Regions from separate parts of the Triticum aestivum genome. Here region 1 is linked to region 2. The links are chromatin contacts, called in public Hi-C maps. All regions are on one chromosome and are shown on one strand. The core of a region is the stretch at or near the end of the contact, and the rest is flanking DNA. Distances in the headings are between cores, read along the strand shown.

Region 1 (5,819 bases), core at 3,285-5,784, 210 kb before region 2:
CACGGAAGTAGGATGACTGCGCAATCCCATCTCCGTGCCATAGTATTCTATCACACCTGAACAAGTTGAACTACTTAGCTTACACGAATTGATAACTCATTAATAATTCATTGTATAGTTAGGCCTTAAGTTGCAAGACAAAAAGATACATCAACTGAAATGTAGACTGAGATTTTTTGAACATCCTCTTTGTAAGTTATGTGATGATGTGAATAGTTCTATTGTTTTTGCTTCCACGACTGTAACCAATATGCTTGAGCTAATGTACCTCATTTCATCTCAAGAGAACAAACTATGTCTAAGCTTCTTCTGGCACACAAAGATGGGCATGCATGATTATTGAAGTCGTACACAGGTATATATATAATTTGTGGTCATACGGTCATAATTAATTATTAATACTACTAAAGGTTATCATAGCTTCTAAAGTAGGAGTTATTTGTAAGATAAAACGAATTAATATGAACAAGATAAATACCAGGCTGGGGTTCTCCTCTTTTTCTTTGAGGTTGCAGTTTCTCCAGAATAAGAATCTGAGTTAAAAGTGTACTTGTATGTGGGGGCAAAATATATCTTCTCTTCGCTCCAATCCCTGAATACCCTTCCAGAATCACGCTCAGTGTTAAGCTGAAAATGAAAATTCTAAAAAGTCAAGCCTTTTCTCATTCCATTACTTTAGTTGTTTAGTTCCTCGTTGGGGAAATTGAGTTGCGCTCAACTAATTACAAAAAATGGGCGCCATTTTTTAGGTGCTTACTTGATCCTTTTGAAAAAGGGCATCCCAGTTATTTTCAGTCAGAAGTTTCTTGGTATCTTCATAGCTCAAGGAAATACGGTAGTTCAGATCCCCCAACCATATCACCCGGCTAAAATAAATAGCACATTAATCAGATATAGCACAATACAATAAAAGCTTTAAAATAATTGTAGCATTAGTATCTTACTCATGGTCAATAATTTTTTCAGGGATTCTTTGCCCAGCTCTTCTGCAAATTCTTGGAAACTGTGTGGCCCTCAGTATCTCTAGAACATCTGAGTTGCGCCGCAACTCATCGCCTTCTTTCTCACCTGAAGCCAAATGGCTACAGATGAAACAAAAGCTTGTCTGGTGCAGTGTCATGCTCACTGATATACATCCCTGAAGCCAAAAAGTAAGTGCATGGCATAAAAGAACTAAGGGATCTACCATACAGGATGCTTCAGAGTTTTTTTCCTGTTCAGTTTTCTTGGCGAGCAGAAAGTTATTATTGTTGAAGCCAAATATTGAATGCCAATAAAGAACATGATATGAGAAACAGAGCATTAGCATAGTACTACATAATTGTCTTTGTTAATGTCTTTGCGACTATCATAACATTTTACTCTGTATCTCGCATCTTTAGTTCCATAAAAATTTAGGGCATGCCACACCTTGCATAATGAAAAGGAATTACTTGAATACAGATTCAGTTCTAACCTTGTTTCCAAGATAACCCATTACTCCACGGCCTACACATGATGTCCTCACATGACCGATATGCGGCACTAGTTCTTTCTTTGCCCATACTGTAACAAAAATACCAACCATTCGTTTGCAAGATACGAGGTTATATTTTAGCTGATCACTAGAGGCAGAAGCAGACGAAATCACTCCATCAACCACATAACCAGAAGCATTATTTGATCTGTCATCAACTTCATCTTCTTCCGAAGAGTCGGTCTCATTAATGTGTGCTTGTGGGCATCCAAAGCAAGCATCTTTGTAGGATTTCCTGGGCATTTCAACTGAGCAGTTGCAGATCTTGAGCAGTTTTCTCTGAGTTGGCATGTAAGGCTTCCTGATAGATTTTAAGGAGGACTGGAAGATTGCAGAACCAGAGCGGTTGGAGAAAGAAGCATCAAGGTTCGATGAAGATCGAGAAGAGGTTGAATCAAGGGATAGAGATGGCTTGTGACAGAAGATATCAGCATCCCCGTCAACTGTTCTGTTTAACGTGCGGTTTATAAGAGCAAGCCATCTTGCAGCTGGTTCGTTGTCTTCGATCACAAGCACATTGCCAGCATTGAGAGGGACAATTTCCTGAAAACTGTGTGAAGGATAGAAAAAAGACGTAAGAATGTTGTCTGTTCACTAAAACAAGCCAATTTAACTCCAAGGAAAATACAGCTTATTGTGATAACGATTAAATGCCAGAATGTCAATAACACCCAAAGGACTGTAAGAAACAAAAAAAAAGGAAAGGATAACCTACTGTTTTTTATTAATACAGCTTATTGTGATAACGATTAAATGCCAGAATGTCAATAACACCCAAAGTACAAGTTTACGAATAGGGGAAGTGAAATGTACAGAAAGTATGTAAGTCGATCACTGTGTATTCTTCTATGAATTTTCGGCACCGCAAGTCTGCAACTACTAGAATTGACAGGCATACATTTCAGAACTGCGAGAAACAGATGGATTACATACCCTAAAACATAAATATCTGAGTGGTCATCTGCAGGAATGAAGTCGTCCAGATTCAACTCAGCGGTAGGTGTGTTTCCTCCAACGTTCCATGTAGAAATAAATACCCTGTATGATGAGTGAATTTAAATAAAATTCAAGAGACCACATAACTGAAAATGCAAGTTTGGCTGTTTGACCTGACCTAAAAGATTCAGTTTTTATGACACTTGGAGAACGGGCTAGAAAATGGCTCAGACGCATGCTCCGAACTTCGCGCATGCTCCTAACTTCTGCTTCCAATTCGTCCAAAGAAACACAAGAATAAGCCAGTCAAATAAAACCAGCAGCATCGAAAGAGTGATCCAGTGCAGCAAAGTGCCAGATAGAAAACTACCTGAAAGTGGTCTGAATGGGGAAGAAGATTGTGCCTTGGAGGAGCTTGGTGCAGACTTAACTACAGATGACAAGAGAACATGGAACAGTATCATCACGAAATCCTTCTAACATTGTAACGAATTAGATACAAAATGTAAAAATGTGTAATTCTTGAATCTTGAACACATGAATTCTACTGTAGCATATTCCATCGAACTGGCTGCTTCTTCATAGCACTGATTATACGGAGTTGACAGAGGCTCAATGGACTTAATGAACTGACAACCAACTTAACCAAAAAAATTGAACCCAGATGAGCTAAATTTTGATAAAATTCGCTCATCTATTTATTACTTGTGATCACGTTGCTACAAGACAGTGACTCAGTTATTCAGCTTCCAAAAGAATTAAGATTAACTACCAGCGGAGGAGCTTGGACGGTCTGTCTTCTTTGCGGCTTTCTTATCTTTCGCCCCGAATATCTTTGGACGACAGCCCTAGAGTACAATGATGTAAAGCCAAATACTTAAGTCAATGATGTATCTCTGAAACTAAGAAAGAGGAGCAAAATGGGGTGAAACAAGAGACACATACCTTCATCTTTTCATCATCTGGAAACGCCATTCGCTTTGAAGTCCGCCGAAAACAACCGAAGCTTATTATTCCAGGCTCAAATCTGACCACATTATTGGCTAGAAATTAAACTGCGCGGTTCATCTCAAGGAAATACAGTACTAATTAGATGAACGCTGACATCAGCACAAGTAAATAGGGGAAAGAAAGCATGTACATGTGCTTGTCCCAGAAAATTAAAAAAAAAAGGAAATAAAGGAGAATATTTACACCCCAAAAGAACTTGCTGGATCTAAATCGTTGCTCAAATTCAAATTCAAATTCCTTCACTCTAGCTAGATTTGAAGAACAGACACATGACCCAAGCAAAAGTAAACAGAAGCCTTTCACATCAAAAACAGCCCCCACATCCACAAAGCACGCCCTTTCCAAAAAGTAGGCTACCTATCTGTATCTGACACACGGGATCTTGAGAATCCACTGCACATTACAGCTCGCAACAGAGAGACAGGGATGAACAGGAGAGAGAACAGGATGAAATGAAACAGACATCACAGCAGCGAGGAACCCACCGAATCGGCAGCAGTTTTGCCGCCACCGGCAAATCCGGCCACCGCAGCGCCGCCCGGGAGAGCCGTGGACTGAATCCCTCCTCCCCCACCAGAGGCGCAGGGCCCTCCTCCTAAATTAACCAAGAAGGAGGTAGCCCAACGACTCCTCCCCCTAACCACCGGGAAGGCCGCGACAAGAAAGGCGAGGCGGATAGAGGGGAGAAGAGGAGCGGCGGCGCGGAGACGACGACCCCTGGAAGCCGGGGCGGGGTCTGCAGGTGCGGGAGGAGGACGGTCGAGGAGGGCACGGCGGCCATTACCTAGGCCGGCCCCGCACCCCGCACCCGGCCCGGAGAATTAAACTATTCTCCCCGGACAACTGTCCCGTACTACTGTGCGCAGCAGCGGCGTCGTCCCTCTTGAGAGAAAAAAGAATTCACCTCCGCGGCGTTTGTTTACGGGCGGCACGACGCGGCATGAGCACGGCGGTGGTGGTGGACCATGGGAGGGAATGAGGAGCTTGGGCGGCGCACGTGCGGCCGGATTGATTGGGTTTTGGCGCGCGGCGGAGGGAAGGTGGTGGTGGAGGCGGTTTGGGTTCGTTGGTTGGTTGAGTCGGGCTTGGAACCTCTCGTTGTCTGCTGCCGGTCAACGGTGGACACAAGGACAAAAGGGGAAGCTTCTTTTATGTGGTGCTTCGTTGGTTCCGTGTCTGAAGCTTTCTTTACAAGGCCATGGCTGGCTTTTGGTTGAATCATTCCATTTCCAGGTAGTGGTTCTTCACAGACCAGAAAAAAAGCATAGCAATCTCAAACAATAGTGTTTGCGCTCAAGTACTTTGGCGCCACATAGGGCGGGTGGGGCTTGAGAGGACTGGTTCTGAAGAGCGACTCGGACAGGCTCAGCACCCCGGTCTAGGGTTCAAATGTGGAGCATGTCAAAGGTTGAGGGGTGAATATCTTCTTTTTTTTCTGGAACAAACCGCGTTTTACCTACTGCTTATTTTATCTTATTCAAAAAATACAAGTATTTTTTATTGATTACTTGCCAAAGCATCAGGACGATATACACATAGAAGATTTAGGCTCACATCTCAAAATAAACTTAGGAACTGGATAATAAATCGCTCTCGTGGCAAGGGGAAAAGCGACACTTTGAGCTTATGTCGCAATATGAAGAATAAATTGTCACATTATTTTTTGAATAATAAACCGTCACATTGGTTAAATATATATTGTCATGATTAGCGGCGTGCACATCACAAGGGGCGTAGACAAGCCCCATACTAGGGGGACACAGCGTGGGCGTGACGACCATGTATCTGGTCCATTTTTGCACTGTTCAGCACTAATTAGCCTTGATTGGTCTGATTGCTGCACACCACCACCACCTCATGGTCCTTAGGTTGTCGAATTTATTTTCTACAAACGTCATCTATATTACATGGTAATCCTCGCGCCACGGCGTTTTGCTCACACGCTCGATGGGAATCGGTGGCATCAAATGACAGCGACAAAAGAAATTAGAACGGGTGATTATAAAAGGTCAATTATGGTAACCTTGCACATTAGAGTATTTAACCAAAAACTACCACATTTCACGGACACGTGACAGAAAACTACCACTTTACGTTTTTGTGCGGAAAACTACCACTATTTGTCTAATCTTTGACTAAAAACTACCATGTCTGTAAAGTGCCCGATTCGCCTCTTATAAACGCCTTTCTGACAGGTGGGACCCACACGTCATCACCAACCTTCTTCTTCCTCCCCTCCTCTCTCTCTTTGGCATTTCAACGAACACCTTACCAGCAGTAGAGCCGCCGCGCTCGGAGCCGGCGGTTGACACATAGCAGAGAAATCCGCGACCCTGCGTGCTTGTTCCACCCTGCC
Region 2 (5,838 bases), core at 2,163-4,662:
TTGCAATATAAAAAATGTACACAATTTTTAAAAAAGTTTGTAAATAGTAAAAAAATGTACCAAAATTTGTAAAAATGTTCACGAATGATCGAAGGTATGTAGTTAAACAATAATGCTTCTGAGTCTTTGTGACTATATACCCGCGTGAATTTTGAAGAATTAACTGCCGGGTTGGATCGGAATATTATAGAAACGTTTCTTGAAATTCAGAATAATTCTTTAAATTACCATGTTTTTTTACAACCACGATATTTTTTCGAAAATGTGAACATTGCTTCAATTTTTGAATAAATAAAAAAACATTTTCTGCATTTGTGAACAAATTTTCAAAATCATGCGATGACATGTGAACAAAATGTGGTCATCGCCATTGGAGATTATGATTTTTTTTTTGTTTCCATTACAACGCACGACCCTTTTGCTAGTTGTTTTTAAACGGTTGAACGAAATTATTTGAAACTTGGTGGGCATGTAGTAAGGTGAGCCCTCACCGTGTTACTATCAAAGATCTCAGATGAACCCATCAACTTTTTTTTTCGGAAAAACTTTCAATCTATTCATCTTCAATCATGACAGTACAACGAACACCAGAAATAAAAATTACACCCAGATCTGTAGACTACCTAGCGACAACTACAAGCACCGAAGCGAGCCGAAGGCGCGCCGCCGTCATCGCCCCTCCATCACCGGAGCCGGGCACAACTTGTTGTAGTAGACAGTCGGGAAGTCGTCGTGCTAAGGCCCCATAGGACCAGCACCCCAGAACAGCAACCGCCACCGATAAAAAATAACGTAGATCGGAAGGATCCAAACCGAAGACACACGAACGTAGACGACGAGATCCGAGCAAATCCACCAAAGATAGATCTGCCGGAGACACACCTCCACACGCCCACCAACGATGCTAGACGCACCGCCGGAACGGGGGCTAGGTGGGGAGACCTTTATTCCATCTTCAGGGAGCCGCCGCCGTCTCGCCTTCCTGAATAGGACATAAACCCTAACAAGATTGAAAAAAACGACTAAAAACGAAGCCCTCCCGCCAGCCCTTGCCAGGATCCACCGCGCCTCCATGGCCCTAGGACCACTGGAGACGAGGCGGACCTGCGCCGACGCCGGCGAGAGGCACGAACCCTAACTTCCTTTCTTGGAGGAGGAGGAGGAGGAGGCGGAGCCCTGGCATTGACAGGCCGTACTTAGCAAAGTTTATGCCACGGGGCAACCCACCAACATTTTACCCCTCTAGTCAACAATAACCCAAGATTGCACACCTATATCCTTGCGGGAAACAAATATAAGAGCATCTATAGCCGCGACCTGCAAATCCGGGTCCTCAAACATCTGCGGACGCGTCTGGGCGTGTCCGCAGGCACTGACCAGTCACTCCTCAAATCATGTCGTCTACATCTGTATATCTCACCATACTAGTATGCAACGTAGGTAAAAAGAACGCATATCATCACATAACACATAGAATCGGACAGAGGAATGCACATTTCGATCACCAAAAGATCACCGACGGATGTCCAAAAGATCATCATAGTTCACATAATTCACATAAACGACGGACAAATTTAAACTAGATTATTAAAAACTTGAAACTGAAGATGGAGACAGCGGTGATTCACCACTTCCTCGCGCGGCCCTTTGCCCTTCCGAACGTTTGAGACCGATTTAGGGTGTCCCGCTGTAGATGCTCTAACGACATCACTCTCATATCGAGTGCCCCATCTAATTGACCAAACCAACCAAATCGGATGCACTGCAAGTGTGGAACGAATCCACCAAGTCTGGAGTCAATCCAACCATGTTCAAGCCTCGAATGACCAAGTTTGGTGAAAATCAACAATGAGACAGAGCTTCTCTCAAAAGGAGCCATCTCCCCATTGATTTAACTGAGATCAACAGTCCACAAGTGCTGCACTTGTGGCCCGGGTCAAGCTGCCATGTCACCCCGACGTGGAGAGATCCGCCCAACATATCCCGAGCTACGTGCGGCCATTAACTCTGAAGACGCAAGGTTTGACAAACAAGGACCACTGACCACGTGACCGCTCTGTGTCACACTGTCACTGTACACGCCACGGCGACCTCACGCTTGATGCTTCTTTGGTTGGTCCATCAGGCAGGCAGCACCAACCATCGTTGGAAATTTCCCACAAATCATCAAAACCAAAAACAAAACTTGCACGAATCCTTCACGCTTTACACTCAATCCAGAACAAGCCATCAGAAGTTAGCTAGCACACCGACAAAATAAGAGCATCTCCAGCTGCTACCCAACGCGCAGCGCGCTAAAAATGCGTTTGCAGTGCGTCGATCATCTGTTTTGGCGCGGCAGGGAGCGCTGGCTCCAGCGGCCGCTGTAAATTTCAGCGCGCGCGTAGCTCCAGCACGAGCGAATGCAGCGCGCGTGCAGCCGGCGCTTGCCATATGTTGCATTTTGGACACGAAATGAATTTCAAACATTCAAAACAAAGACATGACATAATTTAAATCACACAAACAAGTTCATGATGACATAAAAGTTCATGCCCACAAGTTCAAATTCATGCCCACAACATCATCCAACCAAGTTTAATCCGAACCAAGTTCATGACACAAAAGTTCACACCAACGAATGGCACATCAACAATCAAGCCTCGTCCTCGTCTTCATCTCATCGTCCTCCGATTCATCCTCCTCCTCCAAAGACGATTCTTCCTCCTCCTCTTCATTGTCGCGCGCCGCATCATCATGTGAAGCTCGGAAGGTGTTGGCAAGATCTTCAACGGCATCTTCATGCGAAGGTGTGTGAGGCACACCGGAAGACATTCCGCCCGGAGGTGCTCCCATGCCTCCTATGAGAGACGCAAAACTCATGCCTCCCATGCCGCCCATGCCGCCCGGAGGTGCTCCGAAGCCACCTAAGACTTCCATGGTCTCCATGGTAGCTCCAAAGCTCCCCGCGCTAGGGTTTGCGGCGGCGGCGGAGGGGTCGCAGGTGTAGGAAGGGGTGAGGGGGGTGCCGGCGCGGGCGCCCATCGGGTCAATTCGCCGGCGACGGCGCGGGCGGGGCGAAGGTGGCGCGGCGGAGAGAGTGCGACGCGCGGAAGCGGACGCACCAAATACACAGCTCGCGATGACGATTCGGACCGCGCCCAACTCTATATGCCGTGCGCGCTTATTGCTCGTTCGCTGAAGCCCCTATATCGATTGCACGCGCTAAAAAGGACAAATTTCGGCTCAGCTGTTGGAGATGCTATAAGGCAGAACCCATCAGGCACCTAGTTTACAGGTGGTCCACTCTTCTCCGGACGATGAAAACGATGGCCTATCCATCGGCCAAACCCTCAATCCCAATCACTTGAATAAAAAGATCCCCTAAAAAGATCAGAAGCTTTGCATGCTTCCAACCCATAACAAACTTCGCTTTGCTGGTGTGGTGGGATCCAAAACTAAACTATTTCCTCTTGGAGATTTGCGCCTGGAGGATATAAAAAAATCCTCCCTGGTATTTTTCTTGACGATGAAGGAAAAGGAGAGGGACGATAACCTCTAGGGACCAGGGAGTAAAGTATCCACCAGTCAAGCTAACCTGCCCTGCAACTCCCTTCCTGTTCTTCCTTGGCCTACCTCCAGCAAAGGAGGACTGGGAGCAGGAGCAGGGGGGCCGCCTCTACTCCATCCAGTCCGATCCAATCCGATCCACGGGAGAAAAGCCAAAGGTCAGCGACTTCTTCCTTTTCCTGATGCTTAGTTTCGAGCAAAAGATGGGTTTTTTGGGGGTTGCTAATCCGTCCCGGCGTGCTCCAAATCAAGAACACGGAGCCTGTTCCATCGCCCTCCCGTCGAATCGAATAATATAATATCGTTCTGTTGCGAAGGATCGATTATGGTGCCTGTTCGTTCGGGGATTTATGCGGGGATTTGTTTAGGTTGGGATCGACGGCGGGTCTCGCCGCTAAATTTGTTTCCAGCGCAGCCCGATGTTGTGTGAATCTTGAGAAGTGTCCGAATTGGTCCCTTGTTTTCGCTCTTCTTTCAGGGGGGAATAGCATCCTGTTCCCCGTAGAATGGAATCGGCACCTCATTCTTGGGCTGGGAATCCCGGCTCTTGATCTCCGCCTCCCCTTCTCGGGGATCTCGGTGTCGCCTCGGCTTCAGTTGGGTCTTCTCTTTAGGAATTATTATTAGGACTGTCTGCCACTCCTGTTCCTAAAGAATCGGAAAAATTAGAGCTAGCTTTGTGTTAGATGCAAGACCTAGCTTTGTTCTTCTCCTTGTTCTTGTTCGTCATGCTGATCTCTTGTGAGATATGCCTGATTGCCATTGCAGTGTGGAATTTAGTCACGCATGGACACCATGCTTCTCATGTTGTTCCACTTGTTCTTGATAAAATTGTTCCTGATATGCTGCACTTATTCTCATGGATGACAAATTATATCATGTGTGGTTGTTTTCTTGGGGATTTATGCAGATTACCCTTCAACTAACTCATTGTGCACGGTTCACAGATTTGACTTTTGCTCGTGTGCTACGCTTGACCGACCGAAGGATTGGCGTTATGGCAGAAGCTGACATCACGCGGTACTGGTGCCATGAATGTCAGCAGGCCGTCGAGGAGGCCATGGTGGAGGAGCTCAAGTGTCCATTGTGTGATGGTGGGTTCGTCGAAGAGATGACCGTTGAGCAGGTTGAGGCATTGACAGAGCAAGGGGCAACTCAGTGGGACCCTCTGGACAACCCTTTTGAGCAGGCAGGATCGCCGGGGGACAGCGATGATGAAGATAATAGTGATATAGGCCGTGAGTTTGAGGGTTTCATCAGAAGGCATCGACGGGCATCGGCACTGCGCCGTGTGCTTGACAGCATCCATGATGACCTTAGAGATGACAGGGAAAGGGACAACTCCGTTCTGATCAGTGCTTTCAACCAGGCCCTCGCTCTACAAGGTGCAGCGCTTGACCCTGACGAGGACCGAGGTGACCATGGTAACGCAAATAATGATGATGGTTTGCTAGATGAGTATGTCCTCGGGGCAGGGCTTAGTCTGCTTCTTCAACATTTGGCTGAGAATGACCCGAGCCGGTATGGTACTCCTCCAACGAAGAAAGAAGCAGTCGAAGCCCTGCCCACGGTCAAAATCGAAGAGGTTGTCAGCTGTTCAGTCTGTCTTGATGATCTTGATATAGGGTCCCAGGCTAAGCAGTTGCCTTGTGAACATAAGTTCCACTCACCATGTATCCTGCCATGGCTTGAACTCCATAGTTCCTGCCCAGTTTGCCGGTTTGAGCTGCCATCTGATGAGACAAAAGACTTGAGCGAGCCTAGCAACGTTGATCGAATAGAGAGCAGCCATGAGGAGGCAAGAGCTGATGGCCCTGGAAACAATGGTGAGGACAGTAACACAAACGACAGGGAGGACAGTAACAGACCTTGGGCCCTTGTTCCTTGGTTTAATGGCCTATTCTCGACACCTGAGCCGCAAACTGTCAGAGCTACTTTGACTGATCAGCAGCTGCCTCCTGCTTCTGGAACCAACCCAAATGCAGGGCATAGTTGATCTTCTCCAGTGTTGTGAATAACGATCATACATCTGAGGATAGTGATGCAACTTTGTTTCAGTGTTATGGCTAAGTCAACCCTATGTCTTACTACACTAATTTCTTTCTTTCCTCTTTGGCGCTGCGAATGATGCATTCATAATCCTTGATATATTGAGCTACTACTAGTCTTATTTCACTTGTAAACATCGACCAGAAAGCAACCTTGTTAAAACGTCCCCTTACGCTTTATGTAGTGGTTGGCCTTCTTACCTTCCACACCTCTAGAAGCTTCTACGAAGCTATGCTTCCG

The links. Hi-C and Micro-C count contacts between places; a contact is called where the count stands out from the background.
Region 1: a Hi-C map of leaf shows a contact between it and region 2, with 4 times the contacts expected there. The contact joins the promoter of LOC123182409 here to the promoter of LOC123182406 in region 2. A contact is called at or near these places in 4 of 5 Hi-C or Micro-C datasets (leaf and an unstated tissue) and 1 of 1 datasets of contacts at active chromatin or transcription factors (leaf).

What each region holds. Positions count from the first base shown.
Region 1 is chr1D:405,176,028-405,181,846 of IWGSC CS RefSeq v2.1, reverse strand. LOC123182409 (probable prolyl 4-hydroxylase 4) reads right to left here and starts at 4,534. Exons shown (of 17, transcript XM_044594961.1): 1 at 4,368-4,534; 2 at 3,398-3,479; 3 at 3,225-3,300; 4 at 2,823-2,882; 5 at 2,631-2,718; 6 at 2,450-2,554; 7 at 1,457-2,066; 8 at 945-1,138; 9 at 758-866; 10 at 479-627; 11 at 1-56. The coding sequence starts at 4,405.
Region 2 is chr1D:404,962,829-404,968,666 of IWGSC CS RefSeq v2.1, reverse strand. LOC123182406 (E3 ubiquitin-protein ligase SIRP1) reads left to right here and starts at 3,412. Exons shown (of 2, transcript XM_044594955.1): 1 at 3,412-3,707; 2 at 4,497-5,764. The coding sequence starts at 4,547. The coding sequence ends at 5,545.